Regions from separate parts of the Oryzias latipes genome. Here region 2 is linked to region 1. A link is a contact called in public Hi-C data. All regions are on one chromosome and are shown on one strand. Each heading gives the region's core, a stretch centred on a gene start, on an enhancer-like site or on the middle of the called end of the contact. The rest is flanking DNA. Distances are from core to core; before and after follow the strand shown. Region 1 overlaps ptk7 (inactive tyrosine-protein kinase 7). Region 2 overlaps ptk7 (inactive tyrosine-protein kinase 7).

The links. A called contact is a pair of places that touch in the nucleus more often than the background predicts.
Region 2: a contact with region 1 is called in a Hi-C map of embryo, with 2.5 times the contacts expected there. The contact joins two enhancer-like sites. A contact is called at or near these places in 4 of 5 Hi-C or Micro-C datasets (embryo and fibroblasts).

The regions. Positions count from the first base shown.
Region 1 is chr15:28,989,675-28,996,382 of ASM223467v1, reverse strand. The region is part of intron 1 of ptk7 (inactive tyrosine-protein kinase 7); the gene reads right to left. Among protein-coding and RNA genes, the nearest start is that of ptk7, 5.2 kb to the right of the region's middle. Within about 2 kb of position 4,027, at least 1 of the 8 cell types and tissues checked has an H3K27ac peak or open chromatin away from gene starts, as enhancers often do. A contact at or near this core is called in embryo, where this site is marked.
Region 2 is chr15:29,023,812-29,030,519 of ASM223467v1, reverse strand. It overlaps ptk7 (inactive tyrosine-protein kinase 7), which reads right to left. Exons shown (of 19, transcript XM_023963079.1): 2 at 6,601-6,708; 3 at 1,965-2,067; 4 at 1,687-1,871. Among protein-coding and RNA genes, the nearest start is that of srf, 17 kb to the left of the region's middle. Within about 2 kb of position 3,934, at least 4 of the 8 cell types and tissues checked have an H3K27ac peak or open chromatin away from gene starts, as enhancers often do. A contact at or near this core is called in embryo, where this site is marked.

The DNA.
Region 1 (6,708 bases), core at 2,778-5,277:
AACCATCCAGGTAATCATCCATTTCTCCAGGAAATGTGTAGATTTGGGATTTAATCTGGGATATTCCCACCCCCTCCCAGCAGACCCCATGGACTCCTTTGTCGTCGTGTTTGGAAGGTTTTGCAGCAGATTCTCTCCTCTGTGACTGACCAAATGAGTCGTTGACGTCATGGCGTCCTCGTCGTGTTTTGTTCAGCGTTAAACATTGTTCCGCAGGATGGCGGTCTGTCCTGGAGAACGGAAGCAGAGCGATCACGCCAACACAATTCTCTGGTCACATCACCCAGATCTGCTGAGAACAAAAGTCTTTTCCCATAAAAAACAAAACAACAATAAACGTGGTGATCTGTGGATTTCATGACCTAAGACAGGATCTTGTAGCTGCAGATCTATTTAATCCGTCATTTTTGTTTACAAGTCTGGTTCCATATTTGCAGCGTGGCGGTAAAATCCTCTTTGGTGTTGAACAGGATGAGGTCTCCAATCACAGGAAGTCAGCATCCAAACAGCTGTCAGCCTTCACCTCCAACTGTTGTCCGGACCCACAGAGAGGGAGGAAAGGCAGGGCCGCGACCCTGTCCCACCCGGGATGAGCACGCAGAGGGGTGACGGTTCAAGTCTGCGTGTGCGCAGCAGGAAGTAACAACAAAACCTGCATTTCCCCCGCCGTCTGGCACACGGCGGTGACCCGGAGGCCTCCGCGAATGATGAGGAACAACACATTTCTGTCCGTCATCGCCACACCAGATAAGGACAGGAAACGGCGTCCTGTGTGCGCTGGCTGCACCTGCACACAGCGCCTTATTGTCCAACCACAACCGTGTTTGTCCTACGTGTGGAGTGACCCGCCGGTTCTGGAGCAGGGAGCTGCCGACAGAAACCCAAAACAACGGCTACAGATAAGGCCTGAATTTAACTTTATTTAGACACTTCGTGGACACAATCCCACAAAAAAAGCAGAGGAAACTCCAACGTCGTTTTATTATTACAGTATCAGTTTATACTAGCACGGATCTGTTTAAGACACTAAATCTTTAATGTCTTGTTGAGTCATTTATGTGTCTTTTTTCTCGTTTGTTTGATCCGATATCTAGTGAGCTGGAATTGCACCATCGTGTCTTTTCTCTCTGGAATTTCAAAGTCAATTTGATCCGGAAAACTTCTTTTTTAGGCTCAATCTCTAATCAACCCATTTTTTTTACATATTTTTCTGCAGAAGTCTTATTTGTGAACGACGGGATGGTTTTATTTCAACAAACAAAAGCTTGGTGAAAGAAAATGTTCATCATTTTTAAGAGAAATGCATCTTTATGTGTGATAGATGGTTATGGTGTTGCAGTGGAAGGAAATTATGTATTTGGTTGTTTTGCAATTTGTTCATGTATCACAAGTTATACCGTCATCGCAATAATGATCACTAATATTGAGAGTTTTCCTCATATCGTGCAGCCCTAGTGGAGTCTTTGATTTATTATCACGACTTAGTTAAAAATCTATTTGATTGATTGTAATAAACAGTAGAAACCTGCGACCGTTTGATTCGTTGGCGTCGGTTCCGGCCGACTCCTAACATCCAGACCGGATCATTGTCGGGTTTCTAAGGCGACATCACGGCCCGAACAGCCTCACCGTGTACAAGCCGGCCTTTTACATTCTAACAGTTGGTTCAAACCTCAACATTTTGGTCAGATTTGTTTTGGTTTATTATACAATTTGTGCTTTAAAAACGACAACAAACTAAAGGTTTGCTAACAAATAGGCAACAATGAAGGAAAAGCTTTCGGCTCCTTCGTACCAACGACACCGTCAGCGTGAACAGACGGGCCGTGCAGCAGAGATGCAACGGTTCATTGGGGTGAAACACTTTGGTTTTGAACCGTGGCGTCTCCAATACGTTCTGGTCAGGAGGCCAGCAGAACCACTAATGTTGAACCCACAGAACGGCGCTGCGGCACACTTCAGAGAGCCGCCACTCAAGCGGACTCTGGCACAGAACGGATGGCGTGCTGTGAGCAGACTGACGAAAACGCAGCGTGCAGCAGACGTAAACCACCGGAAAGTGGACAGGCCGCCAGGACTCCTCCTTCTGAAGATTTCTGAGTGAGCGGCGTGGTTCTCAGGATGCTTCCTCCAACCATCGCATCAAAACTCTTCTTTTGATGAACACGTCAACAACACGCGTGTGGCCGGGACTTTTCTGTCATCTGTATCCTTCATGCAGGAGAAAATCTTCCGTTTGCTTTGAGCAAACCTCCAGAACTCTGAAGGGATTCTGCAGCATCTCCTCAGCTTCAAAGGGAGGTTCAGACCGAGGACAGCATGAGGAGGATGGGGCCCTGAAGGATTGTGGGTAGAGTTGTAAAAGTGGGGCGGAGGAGAGGAAGGTGAAACGGAGTGAGAGGCTGTTTCTGTTAACCAGCATCAAGCAAACTTGTTGTTCGACACCCGCAGCCTTCAGCTCCGACAATCACCGTCTGCTGACGCACAACACCAACCAGGGGAGCTCATCGTGGCAGCGTGGTGGAGCGGCAGGCCAGAGGTCAGCACGGAGGTTTCAATCAGGATGAATTGAGAGGGGAAAGAACTGAAGACTAACGATTCAGACACGTTTTGTTCTGTTCACACGGCTGAGGAAGACCTGAACATAAACCAAAGTTCTTCTTTGGTTGAATCAATTCCAGACTGGCTCCTTTCTTCGGATGCTCATCTTTGGGATGGAGATCATTCGGAAACGGATTCTCATCTTTTTCCAGGTTCCGGTTCTGGGCTGAACTTCTAAAAGGAGGTTTTAGAGAGTTTAGGGTCTAACCTCTCGTTTGAATTTATACTCTTTAACATCATTTCATAAATGTTTCTTTACCTGGTTTTCGTGAGTGTGGATCCAGCCGTTACATTTTCTAAATACTATAAATGAGCAACAAGATAAAAAATAAAACGACTATTTTCCAGAAGAAAAGTCACACGAGCCAAACAAAGCATCACAATGACAAAAAATATCACAGACAAGTCGCACTTTTGGTTCTGCTGCGTTCACACCGAACCGGATTCACATCTGCTGCCTCTTTTTTGACGTCCATCCGACTCAATGCTGGTCCCAAAATTCTCCTCGTTTGATTTGGACTGCGCTTCTTCTTCTTCTGCGTTGCTGTCAGTAGCAAATGACAACTCACCTACAGCGCCCTCTAGTGGTCATTGGTGGGAAAATAATAAATATGTGAAGAAAGAAATCCCAGATGATTCACTCCTGAGTATAAGTCGCACCCCTGGCAAAACTATGAAAAAGAAAAAAATTGAAAAAAAATATGGCAATAAAAACCTGTAATTGGTCATTAAATCCAGAATAATTAATCCATGAATTGATTTTCCTATAGGGAGTTTTTGACAGAGCTTTTTACGGTATTCAGAGTTAAAAACAATCATAATTTCCTTCAAAATGTCCCACTTTTTTTAGATCTCTGGTTTTGTGAAAATAAAACATTTATGGCTTTTTAATGGAAATATTCAGAAAAATAATCAACATTACCTTAACTAGCAGATTCAATACTAATATTATCTGCAGCTCTACCCAATCCTGACATAAAAATGTATGATTAAAAAACAAACAAAAGAAAAAACCCCCAAAAAGTTCAGTTCTGTTTGTTTTGTGGGGAGAAATTCGTCGTGGTGTTTGCGGCTGTCTGGACTCCTCCGTGACGCTCTGTAGAAGTGTCAGGAACAGAGGAATCGAGGTTACATCTTCCTCTGCTTTGACAGCCGAGAGGACAAATGTGCTGCAAAGCAGAACTGCTGCGCTTGTTCGACAGCCACAACGCATGATCACATTTTCAAAGGAACCAGGAAGCTGTGAAAGATTCACAAGACTCCAGCAAAAGGCAGAAGGCGGTGAAGCCAGCCGCTCCCTTTCAGAGTAAACCACCAAATGAAACGGATCTGCAGTCCTTGGAAGCTGCAGGCTCCACGCACCGCTGAGGACCTGCCAGACGTCACTGCAGTTGTAATGCTGCTGTGATGAATTCATGAATGCCTCGGGATACAAAGAGTTAATGGCTGCTGGGATTATGCAACGGCACGCCAGACGCCTTTCTCTGCCCCTGCTCCTTTATTCCACGTTGCTTCCCAAATGGGCCAAAGCCAAGCGAGGCATTCCTGCACGTTCCAGTCAAACGCATTGAAATGCAGCGGCGCTCGTGCTTTTGCAGAGACGTGGGAACGGGCCCGAGCGGCGGTTCTGCAGGAGCGCTCCCCTCGCCGGGCCTCACACCTGCCCTGCAGGGGAAACGCTCTTGGAAGGGTTTACTATTTTCTGGAGAGGCTTACATCAGCAGGGTGTCATACTGTCGGTAGAAAGAAGGTAATCTTCAGGAAGAACAGGAGGGCGGGGCTCCCACCTGCAGCAGGTGAGGGACACGGAACCGCGGTTAAAAAGGGGGACGTGATGCAGGAAGTCCTCCTCACAACAGCTGACCGTCTTCAGTTTTCAGAAGGTCTTTTTCGGAACCGTTATGACGGATGAGGCACGGCCCGGTGACGCCGCCAAATAAAAGGAACGCCAGAACGTAAGACAGGATTCAAAAATCTATCTGAAATGGATTCTCCAACAGAAAACTTTGGATGAATAAATGATAAATACTGGGAGGACACTGGAGGATTCCACCATCACAGGAATATAACCCACTGTAAAAAGACCAAGGTTCATCCATTTAGATCATTATGATTACACACAATACTCCACATGGATGCTAATTAGGCACGATTAATCGCAAATGTATCGTTATCGCAATATCACGCTTTTTGATACGCATGTCGCAAAAGCTGCAAGACGTCTTTGAAGTCAGCAGATGATTTTTTGACGGACGGCAGCCGGACAGAAAACGGAGGAGATGGCGGCGACAAGAAGACCAGACACGAGAGAAGGAGCCGCCACGTCTGTAACCTCTGAAACGCTGCAAGAAGATCCTCCCTCGAGAGCGGCGCTCTGTTTAACTGAGTGTAAGTGAACTGCACACGCAGAGAAAAGCGGGCTGGAGCCTAAATCTGAATCAGCGCGGCCGGATGAACGAGCCAACGGGAAAGCCTCCCACAGTCCCACAACCCCCCGCTGGAGTTCCTGCTGCACAGAACCTTCCAGCAGAACCCAACACCAGAACCTTCCAGCAGAACCCAACACCAGAACCTTCCAGCAGAACCCAACACCAGAACCTTCCAGCAGACAGAGTTCCCCTAAACTACAACAGAGGAGCCCTCACGGTGGGTTTAACTGCATGCATGTGGACCTCGGCGCCTTTCCTTCACATCTGGCTGCAAACAAAACAAGAGTCTATGAAAATACACCCCCACCCCCCCATTAGACCTCAGCTAATCCAGAACCAGCTTTCCATCCAGATGAGCTCAGAACAAAATCGCCGTTTGAAACCTGAACGGCGGTGAACCGAGATTCGCCAACAAGCGGCGTGCGTGAACGCCGACAACATCCTGGTTTTCAGGCTGGACGCTGCAGCACAGCAACAGTAAAAGAGCTGAAGAGTTCAGGAACGCAGACTAAAGCAGGAAGCTCGGTAAAGAATAAAAGCTCCCAACCATACGGTTAAAAGAGAAACAATGAAAAAAAAAACAGATTATTAAATATTTGAAGAAGAAAAAAAAGAATAAATAGATCAAAATAAACACCTCAACAGATTTAAAAACTATAGGAACTTTTTAAAAACAAAGTACAAGTGTAAAATTTAAATTACACAATAATTCAAAGCAGTGGTCTTTCCATTATGTGATGCAGTTTTAATCCAAAACCATGTGTGGGTTTCTAGGACAGTTTCTGCAGAGCGGCAGGAAATCATCCCAAATTCTCCTCCAAGTTATGGGCGGGACTTCCCCTTCTTGTTGCTGAGAGCTCTCCGTTTACATGCCCTCCTGCTAGCTTACAGCCCCCCACAACCCCAAACTAACATTAGCAGTGCATCAAAAATGCAGAGCAACATTTTTAGCCATCCAGCCGTCCGGTTCTGATCCAGATTCCAGGAAAACAAATGTCCTGGATTTACCTGTCTGATCAGAATGGGGCGCACCAGGAGGCTTGTAGCTCCGCCCACCGTCTTTATTCGTCACAAATGTCTGCTTCAGAGTCAACAATTTGAATAAAGAAATCCTCCGAAATGCAATTTTGAGCTTTAAGAGTGAAATCCACTGAAGCGGTGAAACATCTCCTCATGTGAGAATTGATGCCATGACCTCCCAAAAACCACGGTTCTGGAAGCATTTAGACTCCTCCCCTTTCTTGGAGTCTGGTCATTCCGCGTCCATCAAAGCAAAACGTATAAGAAAGACGTAAATATTTTATTTAGATAAACGTTGTGTTTCATATTTGCAGGAAAAGCATCTGCCACCAAAGAGTCATGAAATCCCGGCACTTCCGGTCTGACTGAACATCATCCGTGTTTTTATCTCCAGCTCCAAACTTTGCTTCACGTGTTTCAGAATGAAAGAGTCGAGCGGCCAAACAGCCTCCAGACGCGCAGATATGCAGAAACGCCAAGCGTGCAGATGTTTGCATTAAGCAGCAGCTGCTGCTGCGTTCATGTGAGGATGAACCAACGTTTCCTCTGACGTGACAGAAAAATACGGTTTCTGGTCTACGAGCTCCTCTGATGGATCCCATCAGCGCTTTTCCTCCGGAGAATTCCAGCTGGAGCCAAATGTTTGGCCCCGCGGCAA
Region 2 (6,708 bases), core at 2,685-5,184, 34 kb before region 1:
TGTAGTCATATGGCAGCTTTCAATCAGTTCAGTACTAAATTTCCAGCTGCGTTCGGTAGGTTGGGGCCTTGCTGCTCCCGCCCCTTTCTCCTGAAATTTTTGTGATGATTGACAGGTGATGTTGGAGCAAAAACAAAAATATATGTCACACACCAGGTGATCTGAACAGCGTTGCGTCCACCTGGGTGATCTCAAACACGCTTATTGTGCTTCTTGGCTGCACTTATTTGGTGTCACCAACATAAATTTCCATCAGTTTTTGAGCCTCTCTCTGATCTCAGGTATCTGTATCGATTGTTCTGATATCCAGTGAACATCGCCCGTTCTTTTACAGTTTACCTTCTTCTGTCAGTTTACCTTCTTGTTGCATCTTCAAAAGTGCAGAATAAAATGTGACACTGAATTTGAAACAGCACATTGTAATTTCTGTATCTATTATTAAAGTATTTATTAGTAATACAGTGGAAATTAGTAGATTTGGTTAGAATGTTGATTTACGGTATGCGCCCCTAAATTTTCTGGTTGTGCCCCTAAAATTTTCAGTTGGGGGGCCACTGTGCTCCTAGTGAAAAAAGTTAGTCTGGAGCCCTGAATTAATAAAAATAAAAAATCCCAGATTTTAGATTAAAACACAAAACGGGAAAACACCATTTCCTGATTAATGAAGAATAAAATGTGGAGTTTTAAATCACAAAAATGACCTGAAGTTCATTGGTTTTAACAGAGTCGGGCCTCTTAGAACCACCTTAGGAATAAAAAGTTCTGCCAAAGCAAAGACTGGGAACAGAGCAGTCTGCAGGAAAACTGGAGCGGATCAGGCTCCATAACATGAAGTAGCTGTAATCCAGGCTTACGGAGGTGAGCCAAGACTTTACCTGCTGCCAGCTCACAGAGGAGTGGCTGCCAGGAGCAGAAACTGGATCTGGTTAAGGGCTGGTGTGCAGACAAAGAGGGCGTGCCCCCACAGAACACCTGGCCCACCCAGGAACCAAAGCGGCGCTCCAAGAAGAGCAGCAGAGGCGCGGTGACACCATAACCCGCATGTCAAAGATCGTTCAGGCGCTCAGCCTGCACGTCTTTGTGGCGGGGGGCCAATTAGAACAGAACCACACAGGCAGGTTCTGTACCAACGGGACCCGGGCTGAGGCCTGCTTTTGGGAGCACCAGCAAACGAAAGCCAGAAAGGGCGACGAGAATCAGATCAGGAGCAGCACTTGACTGAGATTCCCGCTCGCTCTGCGGGGCGTTTCGGCGGCGTGGATGGCGGGGGAGGAAGCGCGCTCTTCAGATAATGACAGCTGAAACTGCATCTCCCCTGCTCGCTCCACTAATGGGCTTTCTGTCAGTTCAAGCAGAGAAAACGTGGAGCGAGAAAAGCTTTGCGGGGAGGAAGCAGACTCCGCCCGCTCTCACACTCGCCGCTTTGATGAATACAGACGACCCTCAGCAGGAGCGGCGGCCGTCAGGAGGACCGCATTTCTCTGAGTGGAGAGGTCAGATCTTTCTGCACTTTCATTTTCCTGGTTTGTTCTAATATTAGGGAATATTGGAGCAGAAATGTGGTTTTAACCTGCGTACAGTGTTCGTCATTCAGAAAATCGGCGTGTTTGTATACGTTACATGTCAGGACAACAGACTGTTTGGAGCAAACATTTGGAGGGAGGCGTTTCCCAAACGTGCGCACACCTATAATGTTGAGAGTGAAGTTTGGATTGCTGCAGACGCTCCCGGCTGCATTTTTGGCACAGCAGGAGTAAAGGCCGCTGTCATCCGGACTGGCGCTCTTGATGGTGAGCGTCCGCTCCTTGTTGTTGATCTGATGGGTCTTCTCCGTCAGCTTCACGCCGTCTTTGTACCAATGACACGTTGGTCTAAGACAGATGAGGAGGAAAGAGCAGAGACAGGAAGCTGAGCGGGGAAGGCGTCGTTTGGAAGGATCAGTCTGGACAGACGCTGGGACCTACCGAGGGTGTCCGTCGATGTGACAGCGCAGCGTCACCGGTGCAGAGCTCTGGATGTCCTCCTCTGAAAGAGGCTCCTTCAGAGTCAGAGCGCCACTTTCCAGCCCTGCAGAGGCAGAAGAAACGTGAGCAGAGAAGGACAGCAGGAAACCGTTAACCGCCTCGCTGCGACATCACTGAGTGGACTGGCGTTCTTTACACGGTGCATGAAAGCAGGCCACACATCAGACTCGCAGGTTTGACAACACCCAACACAAAAAGCTGATGCAGTCAACTTGAAGGATTTTCAAAATAAAACAAGAAAAAGTCACGATCGCTAAGCCTTCTCAGGCGTCACATGACGAGTGAGGAGGCCAACAAACTGTACTCAGGTGTGTCAACACTTTCAACCAGAAACGGTCAGGAGGAATCGTCTGCATGAACGGCGTGAAGCCCATCGACTGTGACGGAGGGGAAACCAAGCAGGAACAGAGCTCAGCTGTCCCTGAAATAGAAAACACCGATCACTGTGAATGAAAGGACGCCGTCCAAGAGACACGGGGAAATAATAAAATCCTCCTGCACTAGACATTTCAAATGGAAATTGTACTAAAGGTGCAGAAAACTGTCAACTGGTGAGCAAGGCACCAGAGCAGAGAGGAGGTCCGTGTCCTCAGAGCAGGAATTCCCCTCATCCCTCTGCACGCCGACTAGACAAAGACTTCAGCTTGGTTGTAATTTATGTTCCAATATGCACTCAGGAACGAGTGCATGCACGCATGTACGCACGTACTCATGCACGCATGCACTCATGCATGCACTCAGTGGGGGTTTGTTTGTTTGGGCTGCATCAGCTCTGTGGGATTTCTATACCGAGCCCGTTTTCTGCAACCACTCCTCGGATGCAGAGCTCCAATACCGTCTGTGGGTTTGCTGCATCTCCTCACTGTGGATCATCTATGAATTATATGATCCCCTTCCTCCTCCTCCTCCTCCTCACCTGAGACGGCGAGGAGGAGGAAGGGTGAGATGCAGCATCCCCGAGAGGTCAGAAGAAGAAATGTCAGGATGAATAAAACAGGAAGCTGGAGGTTCTCTGAGGGATCACCGCAAACCGACTCTACAGTAATAAGCTCCGCCTTCACTCGTCTCCCCATCTGAGCCGCTCATTAGATCATTCTGAAGCAGAAGGACCCCTCCACAGGTCTATCATGAAGGAGAAAAACGTTCAGATTCTCCATATTTATTTTTGACGGCTTTTCTTCTTCTGCGTTGCTGTCGGCAGCAAATACGATAGACACACCTACAGCTCCCTCTAGCGGCAGTTAGTGGGAAAATAAATATATGAGCCCATTTATGTTTTTCCACATACAAGTCGCTCCTGAGTATAAGTCGCACCCATGGCCATACAATGGAGAAAAAAAAACTGAAATCCAGAAAAATATGGTAATTGTGCAAAACTAATCGCTTATACTTCATGTTTTATGATCCTTTTTTTAATTATTTTTACCTAAAAATCTTTTTATGATAGGGGTTAATGTGTTAGCACCTTAAGGTTAACTACACTAAACTTTATTTCTATAATTATTCTTGTTCTCAATTTGTCCACAAGTTCGTTTCATTTCCAAATCAACACAGTTCGATTCCACTCCAGGAATTTGGTTTCTTCTATAAAAATTCATTTAATCTAAACAAAGGTGGAGTTTTATGAATAAATTGTTTAAGTGTTACAGTATAAAATAATCATAAAGCATTTTTTGCTGCAGACTCTCTTCTTTTGAATGGATTTCTGGATATCAGGTTCTTTCTAATTCCTCCTGGTCTTTCTAGGAGGCTTCACAACTTCATTTATAGTTGGGATTCCTCCAGCTGTCCATACAGAAGCCTTTCTTTTCATAACCCATTGATGGCAAATGGCTTCCCATAATCCCTCCAAGAATGCATGACTAAGTGTTTGAGCGGGCCTGGCAGGCCAACGCCGTCATCAGGCCGTCGGCGTCATCGGGGCCGCCGTAATTACTATGTTGGAGGCAGAACAGGCAGCAGAGGCAGATGCTTGGACGGCTCATTCCTCAGCATCTGTCCCAACCGTTTCCGTGGTGGACGAGTCGGGTATGGGGGGGGGGGGGGGGGGGGGGGGGGGGGGGGGGTCACATTACGGGCTGGCAGCCTAAAACGTGAAAGGAGGAGAAAGGCTCAGGTAGTGTGTGTGAGTGTGTGTGTGTGTGTGTGGGGGGGGGACTGAATATTTTCCCTCCTTACTGGAGGCCAATGAACCCAAAGCACATTCTGAGAGTGAGTGCTTTGCCCCCCCCCCAGCAGTAAGAAGCAGCCCAACAATGGTGGGACTTCTGCCTGACGCTCCGGCTGGGTGCAGTCTTACCCCACAAAGGGCCCCGGGGGTAGGGGGGTGGGGGACAGAACTAGTGAAAACAGAAGGGGAATAATTACCCTAGAGTAACTCTGCTGGCAGGATTAGCCCACCCACCACTGAAAGCAAGATAAATGGACCCCCCCAGCCCCCATCTTCGGTGGGGGGCGGGGGAACACGTCAGTCCATTACATGTACATCACATTTGGAACCACCCCTCCTTACAACCCACATTTTCCCCGATGCACGCAAACTTTTACACACATGACTTAATACACATGCAGGATTATTGCAGGGGGGGGGTCACTCTATGGTTGTTTGACATATGTTGGGTAAATATGGTGATTTTCATCTCAACACTGATGACCTGCCATACATGTAGCACGCGTGTTTTATAGACACAAAGCCTGTAAAGACGGTCAGAAATAAGGTCAATGATGACACTTTCATGTGAATTCAAAGACCCACTCGGATGTAAAGGCTGTCTGTGGTGTTTTTAACACTTTTTTGATGATGTAGATTAAAACTGCATCATTCAAAAACTGCCTGAACCATCTGTAGGAGCTTCGTGACCCGGTCATGTTGGTAGAATAGAATTTGCTCCTAAATGTTTGAACCTGGATCAATAAAAAGGTGATGAGCAGACTTCAAAATAAAGACAAATCTTGATGTCCGTCACTGATATTTGAGTAAAGGCCCGTACACACCGGGACCAATATTCGCCAGGCGTTATTCGCCACGTTTTTTGTGTTCACACCCAGGCGATTTTCGCTGACGGTGAGCCGAGCGAACATGCAATTTCATTCCCTGACATTAGATGGCGCTTAATGTAAACAGAAATACTCCTGTACACAAGGTGGCGCTGCGCAACTTTACGCTTCTTAAAGTCGCTTTTCACTCAGAAGAAGAGAGCAAGTATTTACGCGCTTGTCAGAATAATACAAAGAAAACATGAATATTTCAAGCACCAGTAGCTCCAACTGGTACTTGGTTCGGGGATGTTTTAGAATGTCCGTCATTATTGCTTCGCGGCTGTGTAGACGCTACTTGGCGTCTATCTTCTTCGCTGGTATGTGTGCTCAGCAAGCGGTTTTGTGTTTGAGCGCCCCCAAGTTGTGTTTTACTGTAACTTCAGAAGCTCCAGACACGTGAGCAAAAGCGCCGTTCTCATTGGTCGAGTAGATTTCGACGCGACGCGTCGAAAAAAAAAAAACGAACCCGAGGCGTTTTTTTTTTTTGACGCTTTAACGCGTGGCGTTTTTTCGCGTCGGTGTGCACACTCTCATTGGTGCCCTTTGTTTAGTCACGAGGCGTTAAACGTCGGCGAAAATCGCCGGCGAAATTCGTCCCGGTGTGAACAGGCCTTAAAGCTGCTTCACGGTGACTTTAGGGAACTCCTGCTCGCCTGCCCTAAAAACTAAACGTGTTTAAAGCCAGTTTCAAAAATCGGAGTTTTTCATTCAGGTTATAAACCAACTGAATTTGGCCTCAAGGACTCAAAAATGACATGAATGTCCAGAAAACGGCTGAACTGTAACTGAATCCCCTAAAAACTGCAGATTTATTTGAGTTTTTTTAACTTTTCCTGACCAAAATGTAACCCTGCTAACCCTAGATTAGGAGGATTTGATGGTAGCGCGTGTGATTCAGTTTCAAGTGGAGCTTCACGGGTTCTGCATCCGTCTGCTAGGAGGAGGAGCGACCGAACGAGGAACCGCTCCCGGCTTATCCTCGCCACAGAGGAGAACGTTTTCCAGATGGAGCCGCTCTCCAGCCGGCTGGTATGGATGCGAGCGCCGTGTTTGGGGGAGACAAAGTAACGACTGGTACCTGAGGGCCCAACAGAAACCCAAATGTGGTTTTTATTAATCCTGCACAGAGCCGGCATTCCTCAAGGGAGAGTCAAGAAGGTCGCTGGAGAAAAAAACCTCTTTCTTTGAGAAAAGACGAAAAGTAGCTAAGAAAAAGTCAAAGTCTTTAAGCGATCACAGCAAACTCCATCATCATTTGCTTTAGTTGTTAGAAGTTACACAACGCCAGCATTTTCTGAACGTCCGTGTGAGAAAGACGGCGGTTGCACAACTGAGAGAAAAAAGACGAAATAAGAAACATATGCTGGACGGGACACGGATCCAGTTCCCAACAGAAGAAAGGAGCCACGAAGAACAAGGTGGAAACATTCCTCCACCTCAAACCCCCCGACATCTGAAACGCTGATGTTTGTCCGCCTTTCCTGACCCAGAAACCCAACGCCGCCGTTATGAAACACAGCAGCCGTCTGACACTCACACTTGATGTTGAAGGAGGCGTTGCTGGACTGGGCCGTCTCTCCGGTCGCTGCGTTTTCGGCGACGCACACGAAGTTCCCGGCGTCCAGCCGCCGGTCCACCGCCGTGA